Regions from separate parts of the Hordeum vulgare genome. Here region 1 is linked to region 2. Evidence: chromatin contacts called from public Hi-C data. All regions are on one chromosome and are shown on one strand. The core of a region is the stretch at or near the end of the contact, and the rest is flanking DNA. Distances in the headings are between cores, read along the strand shown.

Evidence for each region. Hi-C and Micro-C count contacts between places; a contact is called where the count stands out from the background.
Region 1: a Hi-C map of leaf shows a contact between it and region 2, with 3 times the contacts expected there. The contact joins the enhancer-like site here to the promoter of LOC123451806 in region 2. A contact is called at or near these places in 2 of 6 Hi-C or Micro-C datasets (leaf and seedling) and 1 of 1 datasets of contacts at active chromatin or transcription factors (embryo).

Annotation. Positions count from the first base shown.
Region 1 is chr5H:334,976,289-334,981,582 of MorexV3_pseudomolecules_assembly, reverse strand. No RefSeq gene overlaps it. Among protein-coding and RNA genes, the nearest start is that of LOC123395108, 170 kb to the left of the region's middle. Within about 2 kb of position 3,817, at least 2 of the 3 cell types and tissues checked have open chromatin away from gene starts, as enhancers often do. A contact at or near this core is called in leaf, where this site is marked.
Region 2 is chr5H:334,600,499-334,605,833 of MorexV3_pseudomolecules_assembly, reverse strand. It overlaps LOC123451806 (protein DWARF 53-like), which reads left to right and starts at 2,619. Exons shown (of 3, transcript XM_045128347.1): 1 at 2,619-4,416. The coding sequence starts at 3,251.

The DNA.
Region 1 (5,294 bases), core at 2,568-5,067, 370 kb before region 2:
GGAGGGACCACCCACCCGGAGGGGAACCATATAGGCCTAGAGGTGGTGCACCAGCCCCTGGTGGGATGGGCGGCCAGCCTCATGGGCCTATTCGACCGAATAGAGAGGTGGGGAGGAAACCCACTAGGAGGACTCCTCCTCCACCACCAAACCGATTGGAGGACTCCTCCCCCTTGTGTGCCGCCAGCCAACCCTAGGGAATTTTCCCTAGGGCGCCACCCCTCCCTCCCATCTATATATAGTGGAAAGGAGAGAGGCTAGACGCACCACAAGCCATGACGCAACCCCTCTCCCTCCACTAGTTCGTCATGCCCCGTAGGTTGATTCGGTAGTGCACGACATAGCCCTGCTGTATCAGCTTCTCCAACACCGTCGCCACGTCGACGTGCTGTCGGAGAATTCATCTATTTCTTCGGCCCTCTTGCTGGATGAAGAAGGCGGAGATCGTCATCGAGCTGCATGTGTCCTGAACACGGAGGTGCCGTCCATTCGGCACTAGATCGTGATTGGATCACGGGACGACTTGCGATTTGGATCGCAAAGACGTTCGGCTACATCAAGTGCGTTTCTTAACACTTCGTGCTTAGCGATCTACAAGGGTATGTGGATTCGATATCTCCTCTCATAGATGGTCATCACCATGGATAGATCTTGTGTGTGAGTAGGAAATTTTTTGTTTCCCATGCAACATTCTCCTACAATTTTGCCACGCCCCGCAAAAATTTTTACGGGTCAGACGCGTTTGCGGGGTCTGGTCTGGCAACATTTTTCGCCCCACCCCGTATTTTGGCGGTTATTTTGCGGGTCAGGAATTATATGGGGTGTGCTAGAGATGCTCTAAGAGCATCTAAGCCCGGTCCCTCAAATGTGGCCTCTCAAACGCTTGCGGACAGGCACGTCCGCGGACGCCGACCGATCACGTTTTAAATAATGCAGTATATATCCGGACATCTCAAATCTCATATCTTAAATCCATACAACCCATGCAACTACTACGTCGACGCACACATGTCGTCCGACTACTCTGTCATTGTTAAACATGCCATCGTACTACCAAAAATTGGCATGTTTGGCTATGGTGGAGATCATCCACGACTGCCCTTGTCCTTCCCGACGCCCTTGCCATCCTTGTCGTGGAAGTACCGGTCGAACATGCAGTATGAACTGAGCCGGATTTGCTCGTCGCCGGAGCTGTCCTCGCCGCCGCTCACCTCCTTATCCTCCTTCGATGGTAGTTTGGCCATTTCACGGACCGCCCAGTTCTCCTCGTGGGAGAGGGCGCACGTGTTCCGCCGCTGTCGTTTCTTCAAAATGCGGGCGTGGATGGCTTCCTCGTTTGAGGCCGCCCGCGCCGCCGCATCAGCCGCCTCTGCCTCTGCCATTTCCTCCATGAGATAGGCCTCGGCGATCCTTATCCTCTCCTTCCCATGGCAGGCAGCGCGTTCCCGGTGGGACTCGAAGTCCGCGGGTCCGGTCGATGGATCCGCCCGCCTGGACATGGATGATTCCACCCGAGAGGATCCGAGCGGCCTTTGAGTGGACACTATGGAGTCATGGCGGACAGATCCTCCTCTCGGCTGGGCACTGTCCACGTGTGAGCGGCAGAGTGCAATGCGAACCACCATGGCCTCCTCCACTTTGCACAGGACGACCCCTAGTCGGTGGATCCAGACTGGTCGGAGTAGGATCCGTTGGAGGCCATGCCGAAGAAGGCCTGAGATCGCCGGAGGTGAGCTTGGGTGTCAGATGGGAGTGGAGTGGAGTGGAGTGAAGTGGCTAGGGTTTGGTCCGACCAACGAATGAGGACGAATATATGTAGGGTCGATGCGGGCCAGTGTGGGCCAAGCGGGCGTTCCCGTACTCCCCTATATCCGCCCCATATTTGGAATGGAAATGGGGGTTGCCGATCAGCCCGGGCATTTGCGGCCGGTTTGAGAGGCCCGTCTGGATTGATTTTCTGTGACTAGTCTCTGTCCGGGCGGCCCGCGCAGATGTTTGAGGAGGGTTTGAGGTGTCCAACTGTAGATGCTCTACGCACCTTTTTTTAAGATGGCACAGTAAGAACATTTTTTGAAGTATACAGAAGAACATGACGTTATCCTGTGTAGCATGATTGCTACGTTACATTTTCTCAAAAAATAAAGAAAGTTGCTTGGTCACATAGGCTTTTGCTCTAGACAGGAAATCACATCCCCACAAAGAAAAAAGATAGAAATCACCATCGCAAGAACATATCTACAACCGAGCGCCTCAAACCGACCTCAAATGCCCGTATGGCCCATCCTATCACTGCTCTATCAGGAAAATATGACACAGACGGGGCCGTCAAACGGGCCTCAAATGCCCTGGCTAATCGGCACCCCTCATATCCAGTCTAGATATGGGACACATACGAGGCATCCGGGCGTGTCCGCCACGTAGGACTGATGATGGGGTCCCATGTGGAATCGCCCGAAACCTGGTGGTCCGACGGACGCCTCCTCCGTCGCCACAATGTGAATGTCGTATGGCGCCGCTCCGGCTCGTTACCCGAGGTCAAATCCGGCTATTTAAGCCAGCCGGCATCCCCCAGCCGTAGCACATTCACCTCCTTCCTCCCCGCGCCGCCACCCGAGCCTGTCCGCTTCCTCTCCCACGCTCTTCGGCATCACCATGGTTCGACGGAAGATCACTACCTACGTGATGCTCACGTCAGGATGCCGAAGACAGACCATGAAGGAGATCCAGGACAGACACGCCGCCCTCATTGTTGTCGGCCTGCCTCCAGACTCGTCGGAGCCAGAGGAGGAGGGAGAGCAGCAGTCGAAGGCGATGGAGGTGGCGGATCTGGAGGAGGACGAGGCAGAGCAGTCTACTCCGAGGGTTCAACATGACAGAGGCGGAGGCGGAGTTCGCCGGCACCCAAGCCGAGGAGATGACGGAGAATGAGGCTATCCTGAAGTCCATCCAGGATGAGTCCTATGTGGAGGCCAACCGAGAGTTCCTCTGGCAGAAACAGACAGAAGCCGACGCGCTCTTCGCCGAACTCGATGCAAAAATGAAGGAGGAGGAGGCCAAAGCGGAGTGCCAGGAGGGGGCGGAGCTACAGCTGATGCCCATTTACCCGTCGGAGAGCACGTAGATAGTCCACATCTTCGACGAGGAGTAGCTAGGTGATGTATTTTTTTGCGAGAAATAGCTAGGTGATGTATGCATGACGTAGTTTTTTTGTTTGCATGCTTTTGTATGGATTTAAAAATTAAGTATGAAATGTTTGGATGCAGTTGCGTTAATTTAAGATATGTCCACTCACTCTTTACGGATGCGTCGGAAGCGTCCGTAACCTTTTAAGGGGTTATATTTGTCATACATGATTGTAGATGCTTTTAGTTTAATCTGGTTTGTGAGAAAGGACTATTGGAGTTCCTATACACATTATGGGAATGCGCTTATAGGGATTAATGCATGTTCATGCAGAGTGTTTTTAATTGCATAGTGTGGAAGTATCGATGAAGTGGGAAGAAAGAAAGGGATAGGCAAATGTGAAACCGGAGACAGGGAAGTCGGCTCGTTGGGTAGGAAGCCTCGAGGCTGGTGTGTATTAATGTATCGGTTTTCGCTCAGTTTTTTATAAAATAATCAATTTTCTTGTTTTCAATGCAAGTGCAAAGCTTATGTTGGTTTCTGAATAAAAAAAAAGGGAAACCGGAGACGTGTGATTTGGCTAGTGCACGCCACCTTTTGGCCAGATCTTTCGGACGGCAGGCAAAAAGCGGCGAGGACCTTTACCATGACATGACGCGACGCTGGTGCTAGCGCCAGACCGCCAGTGGAGGCACCGCACCAAAAGGTTTCGCGCATCCTGCACGTACGTGTTCCTGCTACATCGAGGCCGAGGGCAGGCAGGGAGGAGGAATTCCGCTTCCTTTCCGATCCACCGACGACTGCAACATCCTCCATCGCCCAGCCCAGCACACGTACTCCATTTCCTCTTGCGTAGCTTCTTCCCTGCTCTGCTCCGCTCCACTCCTACATGTGCATCACACGCACTGCACACTGCACACAAACATATATACCCTGGGTATATTCTGCACCTCCTATTCTGCAGCTGCTGACTTTGGCTACGCATAATTATTCGCCGTCAGTGATGCACTTTCCACTCAAAAGCCACCTTCTTTTCTTTTCCTCCTTTGCTTACAGTAAGCCGGCTTTTCCCCTTCTCGGTCGAATCTTGCTCCAACGGAGGCGATGGTGGTGGTGGTGGTGGTGGTGGAATAAAGCGCGCGGCTATCGCATCACTACGTGCCGACCGGAGACTTTGCAATACTAGTAGTGCTATAGAGAAAAGAAAAATGATGCGTTGGTTAATGGAGATGGAGATGGAGATGGAGATGCATACTGCATGTTGTCCATTTGGGAGGGGAGTGCACTTGTGTATCAGCATGGCAACTCGCCGCGGATGATGCCTCTTCTTGTCATCAACCAACCTAGCTAGTAGCTACTGCCTGGCTAGTGCATGGTTCATGATCCCAACCTTGACCGAATGCTCTCTAGGTGTCACTAAGCATATAGGCGTACATTTGAACAACTTTCGAGTGCCATGTTGGCCCTGTTTTTCCACTAATATTGTCGATTCAGGGTTGCATACAAGTTGTTTAGAAAAAATACCATTTCCTTTTTTACTAGTACTATGATGGAATTACGGTCCTGTTTGTTTCTAGCTGCTGCTGTTATTTTAGCTTCTCTCATACCTTCACATCTATTGTCAATTGGCCTGCTTTTGCATCGTTCAAAAGAAACGGTATAAGCTTTTGCTGTTGACAAAATTGTTGTGCTGAAAGATGTATCATCATTCTCCTGCTTTGGTTAGCTTGCCAGAAAATCAATCTGCCTGCGAGGGAAAAAACAATATGCATCACAATTCACAAGCTTCCAAGACACCTGTCGACTGGCTCCATGAATTATAGGACCCTTTTCGCTTTAGGAGGGGGGGGGGGGGGGGGGGGGGGGGCTGTAGAGGGGGGCCATGGGCCATGCCATTTTCATCAGAATTCAGAAAGATATGGTAGGTACTGTAGGGGCAAGAAGGGACATGCATGCACCTCATGCAAGCACATGGAAGTTGATAGTGAAGAACATACTTTTGTTGTTGATGATGTTGATGGAGGGTATGGGCATCTCAGGGATCACACTACTATGCTAGAATTTGACAATTCTACGGTGCATTCTGGCAGGGGATGCAACCTCCTTTTACACTTATTTATTTATTTCTAAACACAAATTTAGTTCCGTGCATTAAAAAAACTAATAGCAGG
Region 2 (5,335 bases), core at 1,370-3,869:
CAAGAAGACACGTCCACCATAGTAATGAAGCACGATTGCCATCGCAAAGAAGCATGACCAACATTGCAAGGAAGCATGGTTGTATGGCCAACATTGGGAGCAACTATTACCATCACAACAAGCACGGCTAACATTGAAAAGAAGCATGGTTTGTGTCTAGCTGACGGTGTTTGAACTGTGCCTAGATGCCACATTATGTTTTATGGAAGCACATTCTGAAATTTTTTCGATGCACATTCTAGTTTCTATGGAAGCAATAGTTCACTTCGTTTTAAACCAATGATGTGTTTCAATGGTAAATAAGTCTGCATGGAAACAAACATCCTTGGAACCGTGATACAATGGAAGAAATTATCTGGTTTTTTGAAGTATATTTCTACTGCATCACAAACAAAACAAAAAATACACTGAAGCATCCATGTAGAAGTAATATTTGTGTTGTTATAAAAAAGACTTGTAAAGTTTTCGTATCAAATGAATTTGCATTCGTGTATATTCATGTCATTGATCCACAGAAGTTTTATTGCCAAGCAAATGTTTCCATCGAACATGAATATAGTTTTTGTTACACAAAAAAATGTCTCCAAAGCATCTAAAAAATTGTAGCGCAACTTTGGATAATGCTTCGCTGAAACAGATAAATCAATCACACTATCAAATATTTTATTTCCATAGCATATTGCACGGTGCTTCCATCAACAATATAGGACTTTCCATGCCATCCATGCGCTACATATAAAGCATCTATAGAAACATTTATTTTCCTTTACCTTGTGTGTTGGAAGCAAATCTCTAATTTTTGCTAAGCATTGATTTTTGTATTAGTTTGCTGGAAAAAATCACAACTTACCAAAAAAGAAAACGAAAAACAAAAATAGAGTATGTAACGTAATTTCTGGGAAGAATTAATTTCTATATTTATTTGGTCGAAGCAAATCACGGCTTACCAAAAAACCCAGAAAATAGAGTTATTACCGTAATTTGTGGGAAGCAGTTTTTGTTTTGGGAATATGTTGATGCATTCAGGCTTCCCTGGCACAATCAGACGGTTCAAAACAATTCAATCGAAGGGTGATGGACTAGTCTGATGAAACATAGCCATCAGTAGTCTGATTGCTAGTGGCATGTTGTGACTCAGTCTCACCATGTTGTTTTCTTTTAATTTTGCTCTGGTCACCCCTTGTGAGGCAAGACGTGACTTCCTAGAGAAGTTCGACGTTGGGATTGATGTAAAGCTAGGATTTCAATTGTCTCGTCCACTGAACCTATCTCGGTTCCCTGGTTGAATAACACTTGCACGAGACTACAATATGAAAGCTTGTGAGAGAGAGCCACGTTCTACCTCGATCATAAGTGTGAGGAGATCATGATGTATTGCAATCTTGTTGGCACCTCTGGTTCCGACTCTCTGGACTACGACCTTGAGTCGCACCGAAGAATCTAGTTAGTAAGCAACTATTCAGTCATAATATCTTGGTATTTCGTTGAACTTTCATTTAACATGTTATATGCTAGCTACTAGCCATACTATGTCAATTAGGTGATTTGTTGAACTTAGATGATATCACTTGGCTCTATTTAGTAATGACAAAATTGAATATGATATGCTATTACTATTGCTGTTAAATTAAAAATGTTATCATTTGGGTAGTAAAATGTTGTCGTGCATTTTTTATGTGTACAATTCAAATTAGTGGTGTGTTCCTATCATGACATTGCCACTATTGATGAATATTACTGGTGGTGTGTCTTGTCATCACATGCCATGAGTATATGCCTTCACGTGACACGCCACCAGCATATTTGTTAGTGATGACGTGGGGGGTCCAAACGCCATCAGTGTATTTTATCGGTGTGCCATATACCGTTGGCATGAAAGCGATACGCCACAAAGATGATTTTTGACACACCATCAATAGCATTTTGTGTGCTAGTGTATGTATGTTTTTCCTACGATCAATCATGTCACTTGAAATTCATGACAGAGCATCAAATAGTTTCACCGGTGTAATTGATAATTTACATCTTTCGTAAACAAATGTTTCATAAAGCATCACTTTGATTAATTTCTTGTGTAAGCTATGTCCACGTCGATATGGATCGCAGCACCCCGTATCAGATCCTAAGTCTCTCGGTAAGTTATCTAAACATCATCACACACACCACTTGTCACTAATAGATAGGGCCAGAGCCCACTACAAACACAAATGCTACATTTATGATGGATTCTCTCCAGATCCATCTCTACTCTCTCTCGCGCGCGCACGCACACAATTCACATTCCTCAGCCCACTCATATGAGGAACATATCAAAACCGAAGAACGCATGCGTGGCTGAAAACGAGGAGTACATCAATTTGAAGACACATAAAATCTTTTTCGGCGGGTCTTGGACGACACGGGTCGACAACAAAATCGGACGAATGTGATGTAAGCCTAACAATAAACAGAAGAATAGACGTCTACATCGAGCTAAAGATGCCGTTTGTTTTTCAAGCCACGCAAAGAAGAAGAAGAAGAAGAGGAAATCGTTTTTTTCCCCGCTCAAGGTGAATTCCAGAATTAGAAGAGGCTGAAATTCCTGTTACAAACATGCGGTTGGACCGCATCGGTAGGCAATAATTGGTTGTGGAAAAATTATTGGAAGGCCGCTTGAGCACTTGATGACTAGCAGGCAACCAAGAGAGAGCCACAGCAGTGTGCATGCATGCTACTAGTAGTATACTGTAGATCTCATTGCCTTGGGTATCTAGGCCTGGAGGGGAGTAGTACGCGCGATCTCACGTCACACTGTGCGGTAAAATAGAAGGGAACAATCATGTAGTAGCAGGTAGGGAGGCAGGAGAAGGAGGAGTACACGACAGAGCAGAGTGAGCGGAGCGGAGCGGAGCCATGGCTAAAAGGGGGGAGGAATCTCAATCTGCACAGTGTGGTTGTGGTGCGAGGGGCGCTGCATATATGCTCTACCAAATTTCCCCACTCCGATGGGCGGGCGGGGCCATCCATAAAAAGGAGACGGGAGAAGATATCGTCGTGGTTTATAAGCAAGCAATCCAATCCACCTCCCCTCCCAGCCGATTATTATCCCCTTCCATTCCCCTTCCATCCCCGCCAGCAAGCAAACCGAGAGGAAAATCCGGTGTCGTTCGTTTTACCCCTCTGTGTGGAGTTGGTTTTACATTTCCGCCCCATGCCTGGTGAAAAGTAACCGCAGACAGGCCAGGTCAGGTCCCTCCAGCGGAGAGAAGAGATGCCCACGCCGGTGCCCGCGGCGAGGCAGTGCCTGTCGCCGGCGGCCGTGACGGCGCTCGACGCCGCGGTCGTCTCCGCGCGCCGCAGGGTGCACGCGCAGACCACGTCGCTGCACCTCGTCGCCGCGCTGCTGGCGCAGCAGGCCCCGCCGCTCCTGCGCGACGCGCTCGCGCGGGCCCGCAGCGCCGCCTACTCCCCGCGCGTGCAGCTCAAGGCGCTCGAGCTCTGCTTCGCCGTCTCCCTCGACAGGCTCCCCTCCGCCTCCTCCGCGTCCGCGTCGACGTCGGCCTCGGGCGCGGACGAGCAGCCGGAGCCGCCCGTGTCCAACTCGCTCATGGCCGCCATCAAGCGCTCGCAGGCCAACCAGCGCCGCAACCCGGACACCTTCCACTTCTACCACCAGGCCGCGTTCCAGGCCGCCACCGCCGCCTCGCAGGTCAGGGTCGAGCTCTCGCAGCTCCTGCTCGCCATCCTCGACGACCCCGTCGTCAGCCGCGTATTCGACGACGCCGGCTTCCGCAGCGCCGACATCAAGCTCGCCATCCTCCGCCCCGCGCCGCCCATGCCGCTGCTCGGCCGCCTCCCCACGCGGGCACGCCCGCCGCCTCTCTTCCTCTGCAGCTTCGCCGCCGGCGACGACGCCGACGTGCCTTCGCCCGCCGGGAGCGCCGCCGGCGCCGGCGAGGAGAACGGCCGCCGCATCGCCGAGATCCTCGCCCGGGGCCGCAACCCCATGCTCGTAGGTGTTGGGGCAGCGTCCGCCGCAGCCGACTTCGCCGCGGCCTCGCCGTACCGCGTCCTCCCCGTCGGTCCAAACTCCATCGACCAAACACAACTCAGCGTGGCGGCGGCGATGGCTAGCGCCACCTCCGGCCTCGTCATAAGCGTCGGCGACCTCAGAGAACTGGTCCCCGATGACGGCGAGCTCCAGGAACGAGGGCGCCGAGTGGTGGCGGAGGTGACGCGGGTGCTGGAGACGCACAGAGAGGGGCGTGTCTGGGTGATGGGGTGGTCGGCCACCTACGAGACCTACCTCACCTTCCTCTCCAAGTTCCCCTTGGTTGACAAGGACTGGGAGCTCCAGCTGCTGCCGATCACGGCGGTGCGCGCCGGAGGACTCATGCCTCCGGCAACCACGCCACCTGCTTTATCCAAGTCCGCTAGGTGAACAAGCCCTTTCACTTTTGCACATACAGTATATATCTTTCATAATTGTTTATGCTTAGGATTTGATTGGCATCCATTTGGTGGCTGACTGGTCTCCATGCTTAGTTTATTATCCGGATGTTTCTTAATTCCAAATTACTACACGTACGATACTTCTTGTCCGACCTATTTTTTATTAACACAAACGCATACATTCATCCCTATGAATATACATGCATATCTTATATTCATGAGCACCTTTAAAAGACTGAGCCGATATATCATATTGAGATTTATGAAGTTACCGTAGACGCCTCGTCGTCATCGACGGAAACGTCTCCTCTTACTGAAAACATATCACCGGAAATCTTGAAATAAATCCAGAAATAATGCAAGCACCAGCACTTGAACCCTGACGGATTGGGATATCACCATTTCTTTAACCATTTAATCACATGTTGGTTTGATTGTCGGACCTCCTAGTGTACTAGTTTATGCCCTTGATTTTAGTTTAGTGTTTTAGTTACAAATATGCTTGTACGCCCATTGTAAGCAGCATTGGGTATTCTTAAGCGATGTATGCTTGATTTGAGTGTAATACTACAATAACTAGTAGAGTGCAGGTAGCTCAATAAGGCCTTTAAATATATACTCCCTCTGTTCCTAAATATAAGTCTTTCTAGGCATTCTACTAGAAGACTACATACGGATGTATATAGACATACTTTAGAGTATAGATTCATTCATTTTGCTTCGTATGTAGTCATCTAATGAAATCTCTTAAAAGACTTATATTTAGGAACGGAGGGAGTATAAATGTAGCGAGCACATATAACATATACCAGCTCCCTTGTATGGCGCCCTCCACGGCGATCAGGGGCCAACCCAGCGCCCCGGCCACCGCCCCCTCCCTCCTCTCCTTCACCTCGTCGTCTCC